2 separate regions of the Canis lupus genome follow, and region 2 is linked to region 1. A link is a contact called in public Hi-C data. All regions are on one chromosome and are shown on one strand. Each heading gives the region's core, a stretch centred on a gene start, on an enhancer-like site or on the middle of the called end of the contact. The rest is flanking DNA. Distances are from core to core; before and after follow the strand shown. Region 1 holds the start of FKBP15 (FK506-binding protein 15). Region 2 holds the start of ALAD (delta-aminolevulinic acid dehydratase).

What was found. Hi-C and Micro-C count contacts between places; a contact is called where the count stands out from the background.
Region 2: a contact with region 1 is called in a Hi-C map of blood, with 2.6 times the contacts expected there. The contact joins the promoter of ALAD here to the promoter of FKBP15 in region 1. A contact is called at or near these places in 3 of 9 Hi-C or Micro-C datasets (amygdala and blood).

The regions. Positions count from the first base shown.
Region 1 is chr11:67,996,971-68,001,890 of UU_Cfam_GSD_1.0, forward strand. FKBP15 (FK506-binding protein 15) reads right to left here and starts at 3,486. Exons shown (of 29, transcript XM_038553136.1): 1 at 3,315-3,486. The coding sequence starts at 3,367. It overlaps SLC31A1 (high affinity copper uptake protein 1), which reads left to right and starts at 3,469. Exons shown (of 7, transcript XM_038553301.1): 1 at 3,469-3,550; 2 at 3,802-3,854. The coding sequence starts at 3,469.
Region 2 is chr11:68,160,360-68,165,504 of UU_Cfam_GSD_1.0, forward strand. It overlaps ALAD (delta-aminolevulinic acid dehydratase), which reads right to left and starts at 2,158. Exons shown (of 12, transcript XM_038553170.1): 1 at 2,032-2,158.

The sequences.
Region 1 (4,920 bases), core at 2,236-4,735:
CATCTTCAGTTAACATGTTTTAATTAGGGGCACCTGGGTGGCTCAGTGGTTGAGCATCTGCCTTTGGCTCAGGTCATGATCCTGGGGTCCTGAGATAGAGTCCTGCATCAGGGTCCCCAGAGGGAGCCTGCTTCTGCTTCTGCCTATGTCTCTGCCTCTCTGTGTGTCTCTCATGAATAAATAAGTCTTTAAAAAAAAAAACCAAAACATGTTTTAATTAAACTAACACTAGTTTAACACAGTTCAAATTTAACTTATAATGGTATATTAACTGTTAGTGCATAAAGTGCAAACTCTGCAGCTAGTTCTTCAGTCTACAAATCACTACATAACAGATACCCCTCATGAACAGTGAACAATTTTATCACTTTTTTCAGTCTTTTGGTGATTGGACACTGCACACCTGTTTTTCAATTCAGAGACAGAGAGCAAAGGGTGCGCTTGGTGCCGTCTTGTCTCCCAGTGATAAACCCATATGACATTTTACAAAAACAGATATTCAAAAGACAGAATTGGCCAACAAAGATAAAAGTACAGCACAGAAACTAATGTGATAATGCTGGAAGTGAAATTTAGGTCATAGTATAAATGAAGTTATAGAAGAAATGGTAAACTGTGGAACTGTTAACGTCACTGCTGTTTGAGAGGCTAAATGTGCAGTTAGAAGAACCTAATGAGGGAAAACATCAATATATATATAAGTGGTTATGATGAATGTCCCAGAAGAAATGACATACCAAAAAACTTCACATTAAAGGAACTCTTGGAAGTATTTTACAACATTGAAAACACAAAGGATAAAATGTCAGAAGCTGATCCAAACTTAGAAATATGACAATTTCCCAAGGCATAGAAGAAATCCCCACTCCTTATCATAAGTTGTACACACACACACACACACACACAAAATAAGCTGTACACACAGAGGTAAGCACTCTTGATTTTTTCCTTGATAAGTTTTTTTTTTTAAGATTTTATTTTTATTCATTTGAGAGAGAGACTGTTCGCACATGAAGTGGGTGGGGGGCGGCAGAGGTAGACAGAGAAGCAGACTCCCCACTGAGCAGTAAGCCTGATGCAGGACTCAATCCCAGGACCCAGAAAAAATGACCTGAGTGGAAGGCAGGTACTTAACTGACTGAGCCACCCAGGCGCCCCTCTTTATAAATTTTTGAAAACAGAAAACACTAAATCTTAAGGAATCAACAGTTTGTCTCAACCAAAATTTTTAAAAGACCATGAAACAACTGTAATCTTTCCCACTGATTATCAAGCTTACTTTGTAGTTTCAGCTTGCATGGCCATATTTGCAGTAACTCACTACCTTACAAAGCAAATTTGTATTTGGTTCCAATTTCTCTACATCCTTACCACCACACTGTCTTTTTGATAAACAGCCATTCTAGTGGGTGTGAAGTGGTATCTTTTTGCGGACTTGATTTGCCTTTCTGTAATAACCAATGATGTTGAACATCTTCTTATGTACTTACTGGCAATTTGTACATCATCTTCTTTGGAGAAATAGCTCTTTTGCTTATTTTATTTACTTTTTTTTAGATTTTATTTATTTATTCATGAGAGACCGAGAGAGAGGCAGAGACAGAGGCAGAGGGAGAAGCAGGCTCCCTGCGGGGAATCCCACGCGGGACTCGATCCCAGAACCCTGGGATTCCGCCCTGGGCAGAAGGCAGGCACTCAACCGCTGAGCCACCCAGGTGTCCTTCTTTTGCTTATTTTAAATTCGGTTCATCTCTTTATTTTTCACCTGAATCTATTTGCTAGCTCATCAGATTTAAAAAAAAAAAAAATAGGTGAGTTAAGCCTCAATCAAAAAGGTGACTACACAGACAACAGCAGCAGGCTGGACTATGTGGAAATTTTAGTGACTGTTTCGGGTGGAAATAGGGAAAAAGGAACCAAAGCAGAGTCTAAAAATAACTGAGCAACTGAAAGAACTCAAAGTGGAACTCAGTCGGTGTGGACCACCTAAAGTGAAAGCGGGGTGGCACAACGTGGTGAGGGTGAAAAAAGGACGTAAGGGTGGGTAATATACCGCCAGTCACAGTTTAAGTCAAAAGATCGTATTCAAGACCAAAAGAGGGCCGTGTCATTACGGCCACTATTGTATCAACTCTTCAACAGGACTAGAAGCAACTTGAGAGGAGAGTAGGCACAGCAGCTTAACCATTTTTGTGACCTCTCAGCGGTAAGATGAGGAGTGTATGTTGGGGTTTCGGTCATCCTTCTGTACATTCTTAAATGTGTTAAAAAAAAAAAAATGTCCGGGGATCCCTGGGTGGCGCAGCGGTTTGGCGCCTGCCTTTGGCTCAGGGCGCGATCCTGGAGACCCGGGATCGAGTCCCACGTCGGGCTCCCGGTGCATGGAGCCTGCTTCTTCCTCTGCCTGTGCCTGTGTCTCTGCCTCTCTCTCTCTGTGACTATCATAAATAAATTAATTTTAAAAAAAAACAAAAAAACATGTCCAAAGAAAAGGCTCTGAAATATCAGGATTGGCAGCTCACTTTCAAAGGGATCAAGCTGCCTTAGTAACGCAACGCGAGGGAAAAGGCTAACCTGATTATGGGAAGAGACAAACCCCTGTGGGTTGGAGAGCTGTGCCCCAGGCTGGTTTGTGTTAGGGCGGGGAGGGGGGGGGGGGGGGCAGCGGTCTCTTGCAGGGCTTCTAAGCTTTGGAGGACAACTTCACAGCTGTCACTCACTCAACAGGCACTTCCGGAGCACACACGATGCGCTGTGCTGAGCGCCAGGCAGAGATGAGCAGCAGCAGGAGTCCCTGTTCTGCCAGGGTTCATAACCTAGTAAGGACAGGGGGGTTATTCACTAGCCTAGCTGTAGGAATAAGGAGGAAAAGAAGCGAGGCATCGTGCCTGGGTCTGTGGGAGAAGGGAAAGCGCCCAAAGGGGACATCCGGGCTGGGCCCTCAAGGATGCTGGAGCTGACCCACAAGGGCCAGGGAACTCTCAGGTGTCACTGCCTTGTCCACGGGGAAGAGAAAGTCTCCTACGAGCCCCCAGCTGACTCCTATAAGCCCTGAGCCAGATGCTCTCACAGGACAAACTCAACCACAAAGCAAAAGGCGAACCTCAGGGCCCTCCTGAGGGACGAGGGACATGCCAGGTCCAGCACCGAGGGGCCCCGACACAGCACAGTTTGGAGACCTGCGGGGCTCCGGAACGTGGCGGGGGGCCCGGACCCGGAAGTCGGGGAGAAGTCTGACACCAGAGCGACCCCTCCAGCCACCTGCCCAGTTCCCTTAAGCTACGCCCCCTGTCCCAAGCTTCTCGGTCACTCACCCGCCGCTCGGCGACAGGAAGTCGGTGTCGTCCTCGTCTCCCCCACCGAACATCGCGGTGCCTTTCTCCCAGCCGCAGGGCGCGAGGGGCGGGGGACGGAGGTGGGAGGTGGAGGGGGAAGTAAGAGTGTTTTCGGGGCTTGTGCTGTCGTGAAATGCCGCGGCGGCGTGCTGCTTTCCGGCAGGACGAACTCTCGCACGGTTGTTCCGCGGGGAGGGGTCTAGGCGCGGGAGAAGGTGGGGAGGGGGGGTGCGGAAGGCAAATGGGAGGGCCTCGCGAGCACGCGCGCCCGTGACGTCAGGCTCCTGCAGCCTGCGGAGGCGGTGAAACCCGCGGGATCTCCGAAATCCCGCGCAGGGATTGGCCGACGCGGCAGGGGGCGGGGCAGGGGCGGGGCGGGGGCGGGAATCCGCGGCCTCGGTGGCGGTCGTGGACACGTAGAGCCCGGCAGAGGTGGAGGGGGCTTCCGAAGAGTCGTGGAGGTGGTGACGGGTTGAGGTTCTAAGAGGGCGGCGCCGGCGGCGGGAGTCGATCTGGAAGGTAAGCACCCCCAGCCCGCTCCCGCCTCCGGCTGGGGCACGGTCCTCTCCCCGCCGGACCAGGACCCTCCATGCGGCTCCGCTCTGCTTTGCGAAAGGAGACAGGGCCTGGGGCTGGCGGTCCGGAGAACTGATCTTTTCGGCTGGCCCCCTGCAGTGACAGAGCTAGGGGTGACCTTGGGGTTGGGTGTCCGGTGCCTCACTTTCCCCGTCTATGAAACGGGCCTGTCGTCCCTTCCGCTTGTCCCCCGTGGCCGACCTCGCTGTTTATTCAGCGGGCTCTTTGTCCAGGGCTCCTATGTGCCGGCTGGCCAAGAAGCTTTTAGACCTCAGAGGTCATCGGACTGAAATCCCAGCCTCCTCCTCATAGCCCCAGAACTTGCAATAGGGGACACGAAGTAATAAGCACTTGGATGACTAGTCCGAGGTCGCACGGAGTAAAGGACAGACTGGCGCTGGATCCCTGGTCTCTTGAATCGGGACCGACTGGGGGAATGAGAACCTCATCGACCCTTAAGCACAGTTCGCCCTTACAGAGTGGTTACCGCTCGACTGTGGCATGGGTCTGGAGAGAATTCCCCTCCTTGTGCAGGTGGGGTACCGAAGAGCTGGGATGTTCCGGGAGTGAGTGATGGAAAGGACGAGACTTCAGCAGTGGAAATCCCCAGTCCCAATCTTGGTCTGGATTTTGCTGTCTTCTTGCCACACACCTAAGTCAACATCAGTTGTTGGGGACTTCTCCGTCTCCACTTTCCACCCTCTCTGTATCCTATAGAAAGTGTTTCTTTGGTAAGCTGATAGGATTCTGGAAACAATCTCAGGGTAAGCCTGGTTTAGCCAAGGTTTACCCTCTATCTGGATGAGCAGGTACTGTATCACTGTCGCATCCGTTTCCGTAGATCTCAACGGGGTTCTTTCACCCAAGGCTTCTCCAGATCAGATTAGTACAACAGGTGGCCCTTACCGGGATGTTTTACTCTGTTCACTTGAAATTAAAGTGAGATGATTGGTAGTGATTCACTTCCTAGAGAACTTCACACCTCTCGGCACTTCCCTTGTCCTGCTTT
Region 2 (5,145 bases), core at 908-3,407, 160 kb after region 1:
CCACACATTTGGGAGGGCACTTCTTCCAAATTAAGGGAGCCTCCAAGCCACAGCTTAAATCCTATGACACTTCACTGAAGCAAGAGCAAGTCACCAGGGCACCCAGCACCTCTGCTCACCCACATTAGACTAGGTTAGCTTAGCTGGAAGGCAGTACAGGGCGGTGCAGAAAGAACCTTGTTTCAGGATCCCATGGTCCCATATCTGCTCTGTGCCCTGTGTGTCACTTTGGGCAAGGTTGCTGGCCTTTCAGAGTCCTTATTTCATAATCTATAAAATGGGACTGATACCATCAAGCTTGCAAAGCTGAGGAAATTAGATTAGAGATAGTTAGGAGGTACGTGCCTGGCACTGGGTAGCAGCCCAGTAAACGTGTAAGCTACTTTTATCATCATTAGGAGAAGTGAGCTGGAAATAGACCCCCTGGAGTCATCACAGGTGTGCCATCACACCACCCCAGAAGGGAGAACTTTCACGCAAACCCGTGTGGCCGCAGGGTCTTCCAAGATATCTCCAGTGGGGTCCCTGCCTTCCAGCAGCTTCTATGGTGAGGAGAAATGATCACCACACTGACACTACAGGAGAGGGGTGGACTAGATGTTATCTGTGGGAGGGGCCTGTGTCTCCAGGTGTCAAGCATGGCTTCATGGAAGAGGCAGTTTTGCAGACTGATGGTGAAGGCATCTATCTCCTCCTTAGATGGCAACTTCCCCAATCTGGGCCCTAAGAGCTGCCACTGTGGGAAGGGGGGTTAGAAGAGCTGTGAGCCTGAACACCCCCTTCACACCACCCCAGCCCCAGGCTCATGCTGTGCTCTGCTGAGGATTTCAGAGGCTGTGCTATTGGAGAGAAAGTTGGGAGCTGCTGCCAACTCTGGCAGGCCCTGCTGCTGGCTGGGGAGGAGGCAGTCAGGAGGGCCAACTAAGGTAGAAGGTGGCCAAGGGCTGAGAAATCCAAAGCCCCAGAAGGGCTCAGGAAAGCAGCTGTCAGGCAGGTCTGAGAAGGGCCCAACTGCCTGCCTGTTTATTCAACCAGCATTTCCTGAATATCTACCCTGGGCCTGCCCCAGTGCTAGATACAGGGATTAAAGAGAAGCATGAGACTGGGGACCCGGGCCTTGACGAGCCCAACCTCTTCTGGGTTTAGCCATCTGGAGCTACAGGGACAATGTGCCAGTTCCACAGACTCCCAGAACATCTTGGCTAGGAAGCTCCTTAAAGCCTTTTGACTACGTCATTGAAATGATGGTGAAACTGGGCTCAGAGAAAAGACGGACACTGGCTCAAGGTCAGGCAAGGGGTCAGTGGTAGATGTCGGGGTCAGAATCCAAGCCTTCAGCAGCCCAGTTCTCAGCCCACCATTAGCCCTCGATACTTGAAGTACAGACTTCAAAGCAGCTACCAGCAGAGGTGGGCTGGTGGAGAAGGGGGGGGTGTAGGGGGGGAAGGAGGAGGGAGGAGGGAGGATGTGGACCCTGGACTCGCCTGCAGCTGGCAGCCTGATGGTTACGTGTGTGGGTTTTGGAGTCTGTAGACGTGGGTTCAAACCCTGATTCCGACACTTTCCTAGCTGTGGGAGTTCAGTGTCTGCACCTGGTAAATGGGCGCGTTCTCCAACTGACCTCAAAGGGCCTTAATGGGCCCGTTGCCTTAATGGGCCAATGCATGGGACTTCTGTAGAAGCGCAGCACCAAGCGCCTGTTCCTGCCTCCACTTCCGTGCCTCATCCTTCGGGGCACTTCGGGCTGCTGTGTACTGGTGGGCAGTGTCCACGGGCCGCCAAGGGAGTGGACCCCGGAGAGGAGGGGACGGTCGGAGCCGGGCCCCCCAGGGCTGCGGCCACGCTCCAGCCCGCGCGGCTGCAACCCAAGCCCGCTGCAGCGGAGCAACCTACGCCCGAACAAGGGCTGCACAAGGACCGTGTCCTCGGCTGCACCCGCGACGGGGGTTCGGGGCCCGGGGACGCCGGGCTCTCGGTGCCACCGCCCCCACCTCCAAGGGCGCCATCCCCCGGAGCCCGGCCCCCGCTCACCTGCTTCCTCAAGGGCTCGGGGCCGCCGCTCCCGCCGCCGCCGTAGCGCCTTCTAGTCTCCCGGGGCCCGTGCGGGGGCGGGGCGGCTCGCCCGGAAGCAGCTCCCCCTCGCCGCGCCCCGCCCCCGCCGGCGCGCAGGCCACGCCCCCTGCGGCCGCTTCGCCCGCGGGCTGGTCAGCTCGCGCGGAGGCCCCGCCCACGCCCGGGGAGGCCTGGCCAATCGGGTGCGCGGAAGGGCTGGCGGGCCCACGCCCCGCCCCCCGGGGCCCCGAGCTCGGGTGCCGGAAGGCCCGCCGGAGCCCACGTGGGGGCGCGGGGCCGCTGCGGCGGGGCCCTGGCGGAGGGGAGGCGGTTGCAGCCCCGAGGTTCCCCTTACCGTCCTCCCCTTCCCAGCCTGGCGCATACTTGGCGCCGCTTCGTTGTTGAAAGAATAATTGGGGGTTTGGGGGTTAAGGACATTAAAACAACACCTTAGATCTCGGGGTCCTGCAATCGAGCCCCCCGTTGGGCCCCCTGCTCAGGGTGAAGTCGGCTTCTCCCTCTCTCGCTCCTCCCTGCTTGTGCTGTCAAATGCATCTTAAAAAAAAATAAAAATAAAGCAACAACAACAAAAATAAAGCAACACCTTAATGCCCAACACAATAGCTAAGTCCATTTTTGCAGACTGAATATTTTAAAGCTGTTGAGTTCAGCACCAGGCTGCCTTCCAGGTTTTCAGAGAAAATTAATTCCAGCGTAATTACTCAGGGCCTGCTCGGGGTACCATGGATGGAGAGATGTGATGTGATGTGAAAGGTATGGGCGCTCCGGAAAAGCGCCAAGTCTAATGGGGACATCAAACGGATCTGGGATGGGTACAGTGTGAGATTTGACGGCAGGTCTGTGCGGGGGTTTGGGTAGAGTATGTGCAGAGGCAGGAGGGAACCGGTGAGGCTTGGGGCTTGGGGAGCTAGTAGGATTGGGTGGGTGAAGTAGGGGTGGAGATTAGGACCTTAGTAAAGGAATGCCTCCATAAAGGTGCATCAGGGATTCTGGAAAAGCTGACTTTGACTTGCTAAGGAGGCCAGGGGGCTGATCGTATTACACTTCCTTTCAGATTTTCTCAAAATCGGTACTCCAAACCTGTTTTTTTTTTTTTTTTAAGATTTTATTTATTTATTCATGAGAGACACAGAGCAGCGACACAGGGAGAAGCAGGCTCCATGCAGGGGGCCTGATGTGGGACTGGATCCCAGGACCCCAGGACCACACCCCGGGCCAAAGGCAGGCAGTTAACCTCTGAGCCTCCCAGGTGTCCCCTCCAAACTTGTTTTAAAAGGTAGAGAGGCTTAAAGCTGGGGAAATTTGACCTGCGTAATTTCCAGCTACTAGAGCTCTGATCTGTGGCCAAATGAGGGAGGTGGTAGAAATGAAGTCATATTTTTTTTGTGCATTTATGAGTCAGGGACCGTACCTAGCGTTTTGCATTCACTTATCTAATTTTGATGAGAACTATGTTACTACCCTCATTTGACAGACTAGGAAGACAATCTCCAGGGAGATTAAATAATTTGCCCTATGTCACACTGACTTTCTCTGCAATGCCTTCTAGTTAGGTTCCTTCAACTCATAGGGGTAATTAGTTTATATTCCCTGTGCATTTCTTTCACGACACCTGTTCCATCTCTGAGTTTATTGATAATTAAGCGTAATTAGGACCATCTACCTCAAAGAGCCCCCAAAGAGTGAGAAACTTAAGAATGCTGCTGTTTGGTGTAATCTATTTTTCACATGTCTCTTATTCTTGGCAGAAAGACCTGCTTCCATTCTCCACCCTGCATGAGTGGCGGGTGGCGGGAGGGCAGTAAGAGGGAGAGAGAGAAAGAGAAAGGGAGAGAGAGGAGCGGACTCTCTGCTGAGCAGGGAGCCTGATGGGGCTTGATTCCAGGACTTTGGGATCAAAACGTGAGCCGACCAGGTGCCCTTAATCTTTCAGTCTTACCCATAAAAAGTATTGTGAATGCAACAATATGAATAAATCTTAAATATAATGTTGAGCAAAAGGAGTCAGACTAAAGAATACATATTGTATGATTCCATTTATAAGAAATACAAACCAGGCAAAATTCACTTGTACTGTTGGAAGTCAGGATAGTGATTACTGTTGGGGAAGATAGGGAGTGCCTGGGAGACCATAGGGGCTTTCTAGGGTGCTGGTCATGCTGTTTATTGATCTGAGTGTTAGTTACATGGATGTGTTTGTGCAAATTCATCAAGCTTTACATTTATCTGCACCATTTAATATGTTATACTTTATTTTATTTAATATTTTTAAAAGATTTTATTTATTTATTCATGAGAGACACACAGAGAGAGAGGCCCAGAAACAGGCAGAGGCAGAAGCAGGCTCCATGCAGGGAGCCGGATGTGGGACTTGATCCCGGACCCCAGGATAATGCCCTGAGCCAAAGGCAGACACTCAACCTCGACCGCTGAGCCACCTAGGCGCCCCAGTATGTTATACTTTAATAAAAAGTAACAACAGGGATCCCTGGGTGGCGCAGTGGTTTGGCGCCTGCCTTTGGCCCAGGGCGCGATCCTGGAGACCCGGGATCGAATCCCACGTCGGGCTCCCGGTGCATGGAGCCTGCCTCTCCCTCTGCCTGTGTCTCTGCCTCTCTCTCTCTCTCTGTGATGACTATCATAAATAAATAAAGAAAAAATATTAAAAAAAAAGTAACAACAACAACAAAAACCCCCACTGGACTATTGTGAGTGCTTCCCAGGCAGGTATAGGGCCTTGTGCTAAACGCTTTGAAGTGAGTAACAATAGGGATTAGTGGTTGCCAGGGGCTGGAGGGAGGGAAGCATGGGGTCTAAGTGCTTGACAGGTACAGGGTTTTTCTGGGGTGATGAAAACATTTTGGAACTAGAGAGAAGTGATGGTTGCGCAATATTTTGAATGTGCTAAATGCCCCACATTGGTCATATAATTTTATGTTCTGTGAATTTCATCTCAATTAAAAGATAAAATGGGGGCGGCACTTGGGTGGCTCAGTCAGTTGGGCAGCAGCCCTTGGTTTTGGCTCAGGTCATGATCTCAGGGTGGTAGCTCAGCCTGGTGTTGGCGGGGAG